2 separate regions of the Sus scrofa genome follow, and region 2 is linked to region 1. The links are chromatin contacts, called in public HiChIP or PLAC-seq maps. All regions are on one chromosome and are shown on one strand. Each heading gives the region's core, a stretch centred on a gene start, on an enhancer-like site or on the middle of the called end of the contact. The rest is flanking DNA. Distances are from core to core; before and after follow the strand shown. Region 1 holds the start of KIF20A (kinesin-like protein KIF20A). Region 2 holds the start of GFRA3 (GDNF family receptor alpha-3).

The links. HiChIP or PLAC-seq counts read pairs in DNA pulled down with a chosen protein or histone mark.
Region 2: an H3K27ac HiChIP or PLAC-seq map of alveolar macrophages shows a contact between it and region 1, with 4 times the contacts expected there. The contact joins the promoter of GFRA3 here to the promoter of KIF20A in region 1. A contact is called at or near these places in 1 of 5 promoter capture datasets (liver), 2 of 47 Hi-C or Micro-C datasets (both in embryonic fibroblasts) and 1 of 2 datasets of contacts at active chromatin or transcription factors (alveolar macrophages).

Annotation. Positions count from the first base shown.
Region 1 is chr2:140,198,445-140,205,822 of Sscrofa11.1, reverse strand. It overlaps KIF20A (kinesin-like protein KIF20A), which reads right to left and starts at 3,506. Exons shown (of 19, transcript XM_003123952.6): 1 at 3,382-3,506; 2 at 2,726-2,911; 3 at 1,065-1,154; 4 at 847-966; 5 at 139-277; 6 at 1-36. The coding sequence starts at 2,890. BRD8 (bromodomain-containing protein 8) reads left to right here and starts at 3,576. Exons shown (of 24, transcript XM_005661688.3): 1 at 3,576-3,624; 2 at 3,888-3,959; 3 at 4,846-4,942. The coding sequence starts at 3,941.
Region 2 is chr2:140,279,122-140,286,499 of Sscrofa11.1, reverse strand. GFRA3 (GDNF family receptor alpha-3) reads left to right here and starts at 3,273. Exons shown (of 13, transcript XM_003123953.5): 1 at 3,273-3,577. The coding sequence starts at 3,502.

The sequences.
Region 1 (7,378 bases), core at 2,257-4,756:
GGGACCGGGGCAGGATCCCCCCGTCCTTGATGGTACCTGGAGGCATGTGAAAGGTAGACAGGTGAGGCAAGTGCCGTTCCCCAGCTCGGAGCATCAGTGGCAAAGACAATCAGCAGTTCTGTGAGGCCTACTACTCACCTTGAATGGTGTGGGTTTTCCCTGAGTTGGTGACTCCATACGTATAAATAAGCCAGTTCTGTCCTTTGAGTACATCCTTTACCATCTCCTTTACAGTCAGGTTGAAGAAAGGTGCCTGTCCCACTTCTGGTCCAAAGATCTAGAGACAGATCCAGTTTCTCAGAGGCCCATCCTTCATCTCCCACTTTCCTCTGTGCGGAGCCAGCAGATACATCCCTTCCTGGGTGGTTGGCTCTGGAGACACTCAAGCAGCTTTTTTTTTGCAGTGCTCCCAGCTGCTCCCTAAATCCTCTCTGCCAGTCCACCTTTTATCCAAATCAACAAATACTTAAGGAATGCTATCTAGTAAGTCCACAGCTGCACACAAAATGGAGCGACATAATGGTCACAAGCATGGGCTTGGGAGATAGATGGATCTGATTCAAGCCCTAACTCTACCAATGACTGCTACAGGGCTTCAGCAACACTATCCTCACTGAGCCACAGTATCCTTACTGGAAAACAGGGACCATAATGATAACAGTGACAGAGTTGTTGGGAATTAAAGCACGTAAAGTGCTTGACACACTAACACATTACAAAGGTCCCCAAGCTGTAGACATGTATATATAAGAAACTCACAGTTAAGAAGAAAGCTTTACCCTCTAAAGAGGGAATAAAGTTGCCTCTACATGGTGGTGCCCTGTTCACATATCAGTATCTCTATACCTGGGAAAAGGTGAATCTGTGTGTTGCTTGTCCAATCCCTCTCTCGTTGCTCTTCTGGGCAAAAGAGTCCTTGGGTGCCTGTAGAGCAAGGGTCTCCATATTCTCAATACGGACACAACCCTAAGAAGAGGGAAAACTGTCACCGAAGGAAAACATTCCTGGGAGCCTCTACTGTATTGCAGCATTCCACTTTTAATCCTCCCTCCTCAGAAACTCACCTGATCCTCCTGTCGTTCTAACTCTGAAGGTAAAAAGGGCCTGACCCTCAGGTATACTTTGACTTTCTCCATGCTTCCTTCAGATGGAACCTGTGACAGAATTCCAGGCCAGAACCACAGATTAATCTCAGCAGTTACTTCTGAGCAGATGGGCAAATATAAAATAGTTTCTGGAGTTCCCGTTGTGGCTCAGTGGTTGATGAACCTGACTAGTATCCAGGAGGATGAGGGTTCAATCCCTGGCCTCGCTAAGTGGGTTAAGGATCTGGTGTTGCCATGAGCTGTGGTGTAGGTCAAAGACATAGCTCGGATCCCACATTGCTGTGGCTGTGGTGTAGGCCGGCAGCTGCAGCTCCAATTGGACCCCTAGCCTGGGAACCTCTATATGCTGCAGGTGTGGCCCTGGAAAGACAAAAGACAAAAAAATAATAGAAGTAAAATAAAATAGTTCCTGGAAATCATGTTAACACTACCATATTCCACCTCTAATGACTGTGTGCAGCTACTCAGGTTCCATAATCACTCCAACCCACATGGACTTTTTCACTACTTAATCATCTTTCTTGTCGTTTTAGAATCCTGAAAGCCTGGCTTACCACAGATTATCTGGGTTAGAACTTTCTGAATGGCATGAAAATTAGTGTGTGATATTATGGCAAAACATAGTAGTTAAGCACCTTAGAGGCAGACACACCTGAATTTCAGTCCCAATTCCATCATTAAGAAACCATGAGATCTTTTTTTTTCGGCCACCCATTGGATTCCTGGGCCAGGGATCCAATCAGAGCTGGAGTTGCAACCTATGCCACAGCTGCAGCATGGCTGGATCCTTCACCCACTGTGTCTGTGCCGGGGCGGGGACCAAACCTGAATTGCTGCCACTGCAAAGACACCATTGATCCTGTTGTGCCACAGCGGGAACTCCTGAGATCTTGAACAAGTTCTTTAAGTTTTCTTTACCTCAGTTCCCTCATCTGTAGAATGGGGTTAATAATAGCACCCACCAAGTTCATTCAACAGATATTTAGAGATCAGAGATCTCTCTACTCCGGTGCAGGAAATCTTATAGGATCCAGTAGTTCACAGTGAAGGACATTAACAAAGGCCCTGCTCTCATAAAACTTCTACAAGAGATGTCTGAGTAGAGCTGTTCTTAACCATGACATTTAGTAATGCCAGAACAAATTTCCTGGATGTCCTGGGAAGGAGCTACTGACATCTAGTGGGTAGAGACCAAGAATGCCGCTTAACATTTTACACTGCACAGAACTGCCCCCTATAACAAAGAATCATCTGGCCCCAGGCATCAAGAATGCTGCAGCTGAGACATCTCAGCAGAAAGCAAGCCCCCTTTTAAGTGCAAGCTATGGGTTCATATTAAAGCCTGAATATGTCTGGACTTCATGGTGAAGGAGATCTAACTACTGCCTTCTCTCATAGGATTAACTGAGTATGCATTTGAGAATGTTTCATTACGGCAATGCAGTTAATAGATTTCTTAGAGACACACAATTGTACATTTTTTACTTGTCTTGTCCTTAATTTTCAGTTGATCTCTCAAACCCTAAGAATGCAGGGTTTTGACCTCCTGCTACTTTGTAGGGATAACTAGTATGCTGAGGATATGACTTTCTGCCCCCAAGCCAATTCAACTCCTTTACCTGCTGCTTGTCGTCCAGGGAGGTGGAGATGACAGAGCAGTCTGACAGCAGTTCCTTGCGCACCACAGACCCCAAATCTGCAGCAGTGGACTCAAACATGGGGGAGACTACGACTTCCTCATCCGACAACAAGCCGGCTGGTGGAGAGAGGATCCCTTGCGACATGTTAGCAGGGGAAGCCTAGATCTAAAGAGAGACAAAAGTGGGTAGGGAGGAGAACCTTATGGGATAAAAAGGGCTGCAAATTCTGAGTAAGAACCAATTCCTAGGCCCCAAGACAACTTGGTCTCACTGGCTGAATTCCTGCTCCTCTTTCCCTTCAACTACTAGCAAAGAGAAAGGAAATGAGAGAGAGAGTTAATCATTTAATCCAGTCTGAGGCGGCATTTCCGACCGCGAACAGGAATGAGCAGACACCCAGCTCCAAAAGCAGAAGGCCACACTCCAAGTACGGTGTCTTGCTCTCCGGTGTCGTGGAGGTGGTGTCAGTAGCCCTGGGCTCCTTCAGTCTCTCCCCCAGGCCCACAGTGAGGACAGAGGTATTAAAAAAAAAAAAAAAAAAAAAAAGGATGGCGGCAGTTCTTCTTTCTGAAAGCCTAATTCGCGAGGGCAAGAGCAGGTACCGCAGCTGGGCTCCAGTAGAGCCTCATACTCACCGAAGACACCGCACGTCTCCTCCGGTACCGGCTCACTCACACCCCGCGACGGAACCTGAACCTTCGCAGCTAGACAGCACAACCCCGCCCACGAGGCTCACCTTTGTTACTGATACAATGTTTTAAATTACGCGCTGCGTTCGTTGAGCCAATCAGATAGCGAAACCTGAACCTACCAATCAGCGCAAGGGGACAGACGAGACTGGGAAACGGCTTATTCCGGCCTGACCGCTCTGCTCAAAAGTGGGTCCGGGTTACCAACTGTCGAGGCTTGGTGTTGGGTGATCCTGCAATTCCGCCTTATTACTTTTTCTTGAACCCTGAGGCATCAGCTGCCGTGTTTTGTTCTTTATCACATTCCTTCCCAGGAACGCACAAGAGACCCGGTTTAGGGCACTTGTTCTTCCTGGGGTGGGGTGGGGGACTACATTTCCCAGGAAGCACCGCAACCAAACACCGGGACTCTATTTCCCAGAGTTCTTTTTCTTATACTTTCTTTTTTTAAGGCGTAGCGGACGCTGACGCTCTTCCCTCAGGAGTTGGAGACTTCCGAGCCAAAATGGCGGCAGGGACGGGCAGTAAGTATTTGCACCGCCTTTGTGTGGTAAGTCTTTGTAGAGCCGAGGCCAGGCAACAGCATAGAGAGTAGGAGCAGTGATTTGCCTGAGAGCCCAGGGAGGGCACGAGACTTGAACTCGACGGTGTAGTGAAGCCCAACGGCCGGGGGCCTAGAAGTGTAGTCTTCTCAGTAAGGCCGCCGAGGTTTGAGATAAGCAGCTCAGCGAAATCTTTGTATGTTGGGGAGCTCTGCGGGGTGAGCTGAAAAGGTGCCCTACAGACGGACCGAGACGTTGTGCGCCTTAAGGAGTGGCCGGCATCCCAAAGAGTCATTCAGTTTCTGACGAACGTTTATGAGGCCACTAGTCACAGAGAAATGGGGAGTTTTAACCGCGAGCTTTTTCTGCCACTGGGGAAATCACATTTCGGGCATCTCAGTCATTTATCTCTGTTTCACGGACTGAATATGGCTTTTAGGCCCGGCCAGGGGAAAGGGGAGCGGTGTTACTGAAAGAAGTAAACAACTTTATGCTAAGAAGGAGGCGGGACGGAGGGGAGGTGGCCGCTCGGAATCCTGGGAAATAAGCCCTTAGGTCCAAATTGGAATAAAGCGTTTTTTAAAATTGAGTCTTTCGGGGAGCTGCCCTATCTTAATCTGACATTACTTTTTTTTTTTTTAAACTAAACCATTGTGCCCATGGCATTTGAAGGCAAAACATTTTATTTCTTCAAATACCATAGGCACACTGTTTTAGTTAGGTTATTTACTAGAAAGGTGAAGAATCAAGATTTGGTGATAGTAGCTCACGTTGTCCTTATAGGTTGGGATGTTTAGGCTTTTAGTCTTCTCTTTGAGGCTTAGAACTAGTGTCTCAGTGGTTTTCTATAAGTCTTCTCTACTTTCAGAACATAAGCTGCTGAGTACTGGCCCTACAGAGCCATGGTCCATCCGAGAGAAGCTGTGTTTAGCGTCTTCAGTCATGAGGAGTGGAGATCAAAATTGGTAAGGTATCTAGGTTGTCAGCTTTTTTGGGTATTGGAAACTGTTGAGCGTTGTCTTTTTGGTTATAGCTATACTAGTGGGCATAAAATGATATTTCATTGCGGGTTTGATTTGCATTTTTCTGAACCAATGTTGTTGGAAACCGTTGAGTGCTGAGCATCTATTCATGTTTTTATTGTCTATTTGTGTGTCTTTTGGAGTAATTGCTCAGATCCTTTGGATTATTTTTCATTTTATTATTGAGTTATAAGAATTTTTTATTTATTCTGGACACAAATCCCTTGTCACATACATGATTTGCAAATACTTCTCCTATTTTGTGTGTTGTCTTTCCACTTTCTTTGGTATTGTTGTTATCTCTTGGTATTGCTTACAGCACAAAAGTTTTTGGTTTTGATATGTCCAGTTTGTCTATTTTTTATTCTGTGGCTAGTGTTTTTGGTGTCACAGCTAACAACCATTTACTTCTATGTTTTCTTCTAAGAGCTTTTAACTCTCCACATTCAAATCTTTGATCCATTTTGAGATAATTTTTATGAGGTTATAAGGCAGGGTCACTTGCATGCAACTGTCGTAGGACCTAGTATTTGTTGAAAAGACTATTCTCTTCCTATTGAATTGTCTTGGCATTCAGCATTTAAGTTCCAGAAAGTGGGACTGTCTGTGTCCGGTCTTTTTTGAAACCAGAACAAACTCTTCTCTCTCTCTCTTTTTTTTGGGTTTTTTTTTTTTTTTTTTTTTTTTTTTTGGTCTTTTTAGGGCAGTACTCTCAGCATATGGAGGTTCCCAGGCTAGGGCTTGAATCAGGACAGGCATAGCAATGTGGGATACGAGCCACATTTGCGGCCTATGCCATAGCTCACGGCAATGCCAGATCCTTAACCCACTGAGTGAAGCCAGGGATCAAACTGCATCCTCATGAATCCTAGTTGGGTTCTTTAAACACTGAGCCATGAAGGGAACTCCCGAGGAAACCTTTTAATTGTCTTAAGCATTCTAATTACTTAAGATACAAATATGAGTTTGTATGGTATATCTCTACTTCTGTAACCATTCAAATGAGTTTATGAAAGCATCATCACTTGTCACAGTTAGCACTTCCACAATTTTATGTATTCTTCAAATAGCCTTTCAAAGATAAATCCAGGATATTCCAGGTAGCAGCTGTTCTTGAGCCAGTAAACCCTATGACAAAATGAAACATGCTATTTGATAAATCTCAGCTTGACATTAAATATAACTCAATTCAAATATAAAACTGAATGAATTTTTACACAAAATATCAGGTAAACTAGATTGAAATAGAATGCAATCTGTGTATCTTTTATATTTCTGTTAGAAAAATAGTATAAGAGCACTTAGGTCAAACGTAGGGAGTTCCCACTGTGGCTTAGCAAGTTTAGAACCTGCCATAGGACTAGTTGGCAGGGAAAGAGTTAAGATAACTCAGAGGACACCATCAAGGTGTGCCTGACCCAAATGTACCCAAGCCCAGGGCAGTGACCAGCAGGGAAGGAGTGGGTTCTCAGCTTCAGCTCTCACTGTCAGCACATGCCACTGATTAAAATGTTTAGATTCCTGGAGTTCTCATTGTGGCTCAGCAGTAAGGAACCTGACTAGTATCATGAAGATGCAGGTTCGATCCCTGGCCTTGCTCAGTGGGTTAAGGATCCAGTGTTGCTGTGAGCTGTGATGTAGGTTGCAGTCGCGGCTCGGATCCCGTGTTGCTGTGGCTGTGGTGTAGGCCAGCAGCTGTAGCTCTCATTGAACCCCTAGCCTGGGAACCTCCATATGCCGACGAGGAAGGAGCAACAGAAAGGAAAAAAAAACGAGTGGGAATTCCCTGGTGGCTCAGTGGACTGAGGATCCGGTGTTGTTACTGCTGTGGCATGAGTTTGATCCCTGGCCTGGGAACTTCTATATGCCATGGTTGCAGCCAAAAGAAATAAAAAACAACACACACACACACACACACATAAGAATTTTATCTAAGATAAACTCATGATATGAAATACTGAGTCAAAGAATATATGAGTTTATAAAATTTGCTAAGTATTTCAAATTACCCTCCTCAGAGATTATTTCCATTTATACTCCCTTTGATAATATTTTAAAAGACTTGTTTTTCTATTCTCTGGTTCATGTTACGTGTATTTGATCTTTGACAGTAGAAAAGATGAGAAATAGTTCTCATATCTTTTATTTGCATTTATCCTATGATGAGCGAGTTAAATATCTCCTTGTGTGAAAAAACTGCTTATATTTTCTTTTCTGTAAACTGCTTTTTCCCATTTTTCTATTAGAGTACTAGTCTTTCTTTTTAATTTGGCCAGGGTGGGGCTGGGGAGCGCAGAGGAGTGGCTCCTTTTATATTAGGGAGATTAGCCATTTGTCTGCATTTTGAGGTGCATTAAAAAAAACCCCAAAACCCGGAGT
Region 2 (7,378 bases), core at 2,024-4,523, 81 kb before region 1:
GCATCTTTCTAAGTTGGTGCTGTATTAGGTGTTAAACAAGAGTATCAGTTAGTTGTAGATACTATAGAATTCAGGGCCATCAGTTGCTTGGGCTTGGGAAATGAGACCCTAAGACCCCAGCCCAGGAATCTCTGCACGAGGCTATGGAGGGGGTTCGCTCTGCTCTGGTGTCCTTGCACTGACTGGTATTCATTCATCATGAAGTCAAGTAATAAAGAATGGAAACCTCTTGGTCTAAAAACTGCTTCCGGTTGCGGTCTCAGCCCCAGGACCAAGCTGACCTCTGCCATAGAGAGGGAAGAGGCATTTTTCTTTCCTTCTCAGGTATTTAAAGTGGAGGCAAGGAGAATTTTCTTTCCCCATTCAGTTTAGGCAAATATTAGGGAAACAGCAATTCCTTCCTAGGGTTGTCAATAAAAGTACTATAGTTATTCAAATATAACATAGTCCCTGCCCTCAAGAAACTGACAAGGTAGCAAATGATTCTCTTGATTCCCATTTCTACAAGCATTCAGGCCCATTAGCATATTCAACAAAAGGAAGAAGAACTGTAGCCTCCAGCTCTAAAGCAGCAGGTTGATGTGTGTGCAGGCTGAGTTCATGGAAAGAACTGCATACCACCTGGGGTGATATTCAAGGCTTACTATGTACTGGGCACTAAGCTAAACACTTTACTTAATTTATACTTGTTTAATCCACACAACTGTCTTATGAAGTAGATACTGCTATTAATTTTACAGGTGAAGGAACTGAAGCACAGAAAAATGGACATGCCCAAGGTCATCCAGTATGTATTGGAAATGGCATTTGAACCCAGGTAGTCTGTAAAGCTTGTTCTCTCTCTCTTTTTTTTTTTTTTTTGGCCACATCCATGGCATGCAGAAGTTCTTGGGCCAGGGATCGAACCCTCACTACAGCAGCAACTTGAGCTGATGCAGTGACAGTGCTGGATCCTTAACCCACTGTGCCACAAGGGAACTCCCTAAAGCTTGTTCTCTTAACTGTTATTCAGTGTACTGCTAACAGCCTGGATTAGCTAAGGATAGCAGCAGGAATTAAAGCTCAACAGTGAGAGAGGGCTTGATAAGAAGTCAGAAAACCAAGATTACAAAAGAAGAGTAAGATAGAGTGTTTGGACCTTTGAGCTCCAGTCAGTGGTTTGGAAGGCCCTCCCAGGGCAGAGTTTGTGTCTTAATCATTTTGGCACCTGGCACAAAGCTGGACTCATAATCAGCCTCAAAAGACTTTATTGAATTGAATGATGGCTAACATCATTTTTGTAGAAAGGATTGGCTCATTTGTCATTATCCACAAGGTTCCCAACGGCAATGGTGCTTATCTAGCAGGTGTTGGCAGTCACAGAGGACATGGCTGGTGAGGAGAGAGTGTGCTGGAGGAGCTGTCAATATTAGTCTTGGAGTCATATTTATTTGCAGAGGCTTCCTCAACCCTCCCCTCACCTTGGTTACCAATCCTCATTAAAGGCCCAGTGATGTCAAGCTCCCCACCACAGTGCCCAGGCAGAAATAGGCTCTAAGTATCTCACTCACTTTCAAAAGAAAGGCTGGCCTTTTACAGGTGGAATTGGGCAATCCTCTTAGCCCATCAGCTTGACCTTGTTCTGCCTTCCTAGTCCGTTCCGTGGGGAAAGCACTGAGTAGACACACTAAGTAGGTACCCTGAGCAAATGCCTTTTCTGGGCTTACGCTCCTACCCCTAACTTGATTTGCCTTGGTTGCTGAAGGAGAGGGAGCAGAGGTAACACCCTTTAAACACTCCACATCTTTGTTAATTCATAGGTCTCAGCCTTTTCCTAGCATCCCAGCCACCTGAAATTGTTACCTCTTGCCTTGTAAATCCTGTTTTGAAACTACTGCCAGAGTGAAGGAGAAAGTGGGGGCTGTCAGCTCCCCAGCTGCAGGCTTCCTAACTGTACTGAAGGGAAGGGCTTGGGAAAGGTACACAGGTAGGGTGGAGCTGGGGGAAAACAGACCCTGTACAAAAGCTGAGTAGCCAGATGTTCACTTTCACAGCTCTCTTGTAAGACTGGCAGGGCAGATATAGATTAAAATGAAGCACAAACTCCATTTAAAGTGCATTACAGCTGAGGAATCAGCTCCCCCTGGGCAGGAGAAGGGAGGAAAGGGCACAAGAGGCCACATCAGTCTCCTTCCTTATCTAGGGCCGCATGTCTCGCTCCTGGCTTTGTGAAGGGTGATTTACACCCCTGGCTGGAATGACTCTCTTTCTAGGCTGATTACATCGGCAAATGCCCCCCAGAGGCCACAGCAGGATGGCCATATTCAGAAGCAGCAGCCAGTAAATCTCAGAGGTTTCTATTGCACTTCTCAGTACCCTCCCTCCTGGCCCTCTGCCAGGTGGGCTCTGGAGGTAGGAGAGGGCTTGGTTGGAGGGTTAGGGGAAGAAACCCTGCAATTCCTTTGATTGCTTTCTTCCAAGTACTGTTAAGTTCTCATTCTTCTGAGTCATTTTGCCTGTATCTATCTTGGGAACAGGGTGTGAATCAGCCCAGTAAACCAGCCCAATATACACCCTTACCTTTTTGGGTAGAAATCCTGGTTTCTCCTACCTGTTTAATCTTGGTAGAGTAGCTTGCTGTCTTAAGCATCATCTGAAAATGATGAGCTCCTAAGTGGCCTCTCCAGCCACCTTCCTCAGTGATCTTTTGTCCAGGGAGATCTCTGCAGTTTAGTCTAAGGGGAGTTTAAACTTTCCATCCTCCTTCATGACACTCAAGGGGTTGAATTTTGGAGGAATATAGTCTCTGGCAAAGGTCCTGGGATCTGGCCCCAGGTCTGCTCCCCGCAAAGCCATTTCACCTGTCTGAGACACACCTTTGCAGAATCTTGAGGCTAATGATAAGAACTGAATCTCACCCTTGAAGGTATTTATCATGAGAAACAAAATAATAGATGTGCACATTCTAATAGAAAAACAAAACAAAACAACCTAGAAACACGAGAGCCTTTGTGGGTTTGTTCAAGTTATGTTACCAGATTTCATTTGGGGTAGTTGTTCCTTGGTGGTGGTAGGGACTGGATTCCAGAAACTAAGATAGAATGCTGTTTTGATTCTCTCTGGACCCCAGAGATGGCAAGGCTCCATCCCGCAGCTTCCACCGTGACTTGGGCAGAATGCCCCTCTAAGCGAAGTTGGCAGGACGGGCAGGTGGGCCGGCTGGGGTGGAGCACTCTTACTAGCCAAAGCCCCAGCGCGTGCCCTCGTTTATTCCCACCTCCGCTGCCCTCTCGGTCCAGTAGGAGAGGTGCTGTGGTCCGCTTCTGAGTTTGAGGGCGGCGCCCAGGACCCTGGTGGGAGCGTGTCGGCGCCGTTCGCGCCAGGAGGGGCGGCCCAAGGCGGTGGGAGGTGCCGGCCGAGGATCCCGACTCTCAGAGCTCCAGCGCGCGGAAGCGAGGGGAACGCCGCGCCCTTCGCAGGCAGAGCGCCCCAGACGCGGGCACCCGGCGTGTACACCGGGCCATGGCGCGCCCCCCGAGCCCGCGACAGCTGCCGCCCGCGCTCCTGCTGCTGCTGCTGCCACTGCTGCTCAGAGCAGGTGAGTGTCGTCTGTGAGTCCACGGAGCCCGCTCTGCGGCCAGGGGAGGGGTGCGTGAGTGGTAGTGGAGGAGAACCTGTGGGAGGGCCCAGCACCAATGCTCGGAGAGGGCTCAGACACCACACAGCTGCCTGGTGCTGGGTGTGCGTTTGTCCAAGCCTGGGGAATTGGAGGAGGCAGCCCAGGGTGCCAGGGAGGGGCTCTGTTCCATGCCTCGTCCAGTGTCTGAACTTTTAGATTGAGTGCCAGCCATGATCAGGGCACCCAAGCATCTCTTCGCTTCCGCTTTTCCCTCTTCCCTCTTTTGAGGTGCATCTTCAGAATAGCCTGCAGCCAGGCCACTATCAGGACTGCATCTCTAGGAGGTGTAGGAGAATCAGGAGCAGGACTGCCATTTGTTCCACATGGGCTTCTGTCCACTGCCTGTAAGGATAGGGGAGGTGGACACTGGTTACCAATGAAAATAGAGAAGTTTTTGTTAGAACTGACTTGTCACAAATTAGGGTTGGAAACTGCTGCCTAGAACTTGCCAACCTCATTATTTGGTTGTGTTGCTCACCATCAACAAACCCCCTCTTCAGGATATACTTCATTGCTGTTTTAATTATAATGAATAAAACTCACTATTGGGCAAGATGGCCTTTCCCTGAAAGCTGCCCAGCATGGTGCCTTGCCCTGTTATAAATCCACCATAGGTGTTTCAAGGCCTGTTTTAATAGCTAGTTCAAGGTCTGGTTTTAAAACAATGCCATTCCACCAGGAACCTGGACGGGGCCTTTGGAAGTTGGGTTGGTACATGGAGTCTGACTATGGGGCTCCTGTCTAGAGCCTGACTGGAGGGAATCTAGAGACAGAGACCACACATTTACACGTGCCCTCAGTCCACAAGGCAGGACTGCAGAAATGCAATCTTGGCTGACAGAAAGATACAGAAGGGAAAGTACTGGTCTGTCCAGACTGACTTCATCAGTAAATCAGAGTAGCAAGACATCACTGATCTGATTTGACTGCCCAGGAAATTTCACTGACCCTAACAATATGGCTGGGAGTTCCCTTTGTGGTACAGCGGGATCAGCGGCGTCTCTGGAGCACAGATGCAGCCTTGATCCTGGCCCAGCATAGGGGGTTAGGGATCTGGTGTTGCTGCAGCTGTGGCTCAGATCTGATCCCTGGCCTGGGAACTCCATAAGCAGAGGGACAGCCAAAAAAGAAAAAAAACAGAAACAAAACAAAACAAAACAAAAAACCAGTATGTTTGCATGTCAGGATCAAAGGTATACATTAAACACTAACCAGTCTAGGGAACAGGTTCTACCCTGTTAATGATCAAAATTAGCATGACCCCCACCTTCTTTTATTGAGCTGCAGTGCCTCTAAATCCACTCTTACTCTGACTTGGTGAACTATCAGCTAAGAAATTAGAGTTTTCATTTTGAAAATTGTTACAACTCAATATTTAGTCCACTTAAAGGAGCGAGACTTGGACCTGCTTATGTTTCTTTCAGTCAGGAGAAGTAACGTGTTTAACATTCAGCATTCCTCAAACCGTTTAAATCTATATCCTCTTTTTGGTAAGGATAAAAATCTCTCCCTGGCCAGGGAACTTACACATGCTATGGGTGTGGCCAAAAAAAAACAAAACAAAACAAACCAAAAACCAAAACCAAAAACTCATGCCTTCTGTAGATTTTTTTTTTTTTTTTTTGTCTTTTTTAGGGCTGTACCCTCGGCTTATGGAAGTTCCTGGGCTAGGGGTTGAATCAGAGCTGTAGTTGTTGGCCTACACCACAGCCACAGTAATGCCAGATCTGAGCCATGTCTGCAACTTACATCACAACTCGAGGCAATGCCAGATCCTTTAACCCACAGAGTGAGGCCAGGGCTCGAACTGGCATCCTCATGGATACTAGTTGAATTCTTAATTCACTGAGCCACAAGGGAAACTCCCTTCTGTAAATAAATTTTGAAATTTCAAAAGTTTTTGTTTTCATCTTTTTCATGTAGAATTGTCAAATGTGCTTTTTTGAACCACACATTCCCTTTGGAAATTCTGATATACCCCCCAAAAGGGCTCTATCTTCTCTCTTCCCCACCCCCTGCTCTGAGAAACTCTGGTTTAATCCAATCCCCTCTTTTAAAAAATCAAAAATAATGCCAAAAAATCCGTGATGAACAAAATATCAAAATTTTAAGTTAAAAAAGTAATGCTGCCCAGTTGAGGCATGTTGGAGCCTGAAGCAAAAGAAAAATTCAGTACTTCTGATCCTGTCCTTTTTTTACATATTAGATAGAGCAACATTTCTCAGACTTTAGGGTGTATCATACTCACCAGTGAAGTCAAGAAAATTCAGGTTTCCAGGCTTTATCATCAGAGATTCTGATTTGGTCATTTGGGACTGGGGCTCAGAAATGGGCATTTTAATAAGTAATCTAATTTATTGTTATGTGATTGTAAGAGAAGTTTGAACTAACTAAACTTGGAGGCTCCCTCCTAATTTTGGGACACTTTGATTGTAAATAGAGGGAAAGGACCCAGAGAAGGTACAGGAGTGGCTTGCAAAATGTGTCTGTTATCTGGTTATTTTTAAAATATTACTAGGAGCCTACAAAGAACAAGCATTGTTCTAGGAGCTTGTAACAGAGTAGTAGTAAGACAGACATGAAAAGTCTAGCTAAGGAGGAGTTCCCATTGTGGCTCACTGGGTTAAGAACCCAACATAATAATCTGTGAGGAGGAGTTCCCATTGTGGCTCACTGGGTTAAGAACCCAACATAATAATCTGTTCAATCCCTGGCCTTGCTCTGTGGCTTAAGGATCCCATTGCTGCAAGCTTTAGCATAGGGTGAAGATGAGTCTAGGATCCAACATTGCTGTGGCTGTGGTATAGGCGGCAGCTGCCGCTCCAATTTGATCCCTAGCCTGGGAACTTACATATGCTGTAGGTATGGCACTAAAAAAAAAAAAAAAAAAAAAAAAAGGCCTAGCTGAGGAGATGATAAAAAATGAAGTAAAAAAAATGTCAAGTGCTGATAAGTGCTATTGCAGAGAATTGGAATAACTGTGTTAGAGTAGTCAAGGGACTATTTTACATTGGTTGTTTGGGATGACCTTTTTTTTTTTTTTGGTCTTTTTAGGGCCACACCCATGGCATATGGAGGTTCCCAGGCTAGGGATCTAATCAGAGCTACAGCTGCCAGCCTACACCACATCCATGGAAATGCCAGATCCAAGCTGTGTCTACGACCTACACCACAGCTCATGGTAATGCTGGATCCTTAACCCACTGAGCAAAGCCAGGGATCGAACCCACAACCTCATGGTTCCTAGTCAGATTTGTTTCTGTTGCCCCACTATGGGAACTCTTGGGATGACCTTTCTGAGATGACACTTCAGTTGTGAACTGAATTATCAGAAAAGGGGACAGCCATGTGAAGATCAGGTGGAAGAGCATTCCAAACAGAAAGAAAGGCTAGGTGGACACAAGCTTGTCTTGTTCAGTAGAAGCTGGAAAGAAGCCCAGTGCAGATGGAAGGAAATGAGACAGAAAGAGAGAGCCAGAAAGTAAGGTTAGAGAGGTGGGAAGGAACCAGGTAGGCTTTTTAAGCCAAGGTACATAAACTAGATCTTAACCTAGGTGCAGAGGAAGCTGTTTGAGGGATTTAAGCAGAGAAATGAGATGATCCGATTTAAAATTTATGAGATGATCTTGTATAATGCTTATCAGTGTTAGAATTATAGTCACACAATGGAATGCTATACAGCAATGAAAATAAATTGTTTACAACTATACTTAACAGTAT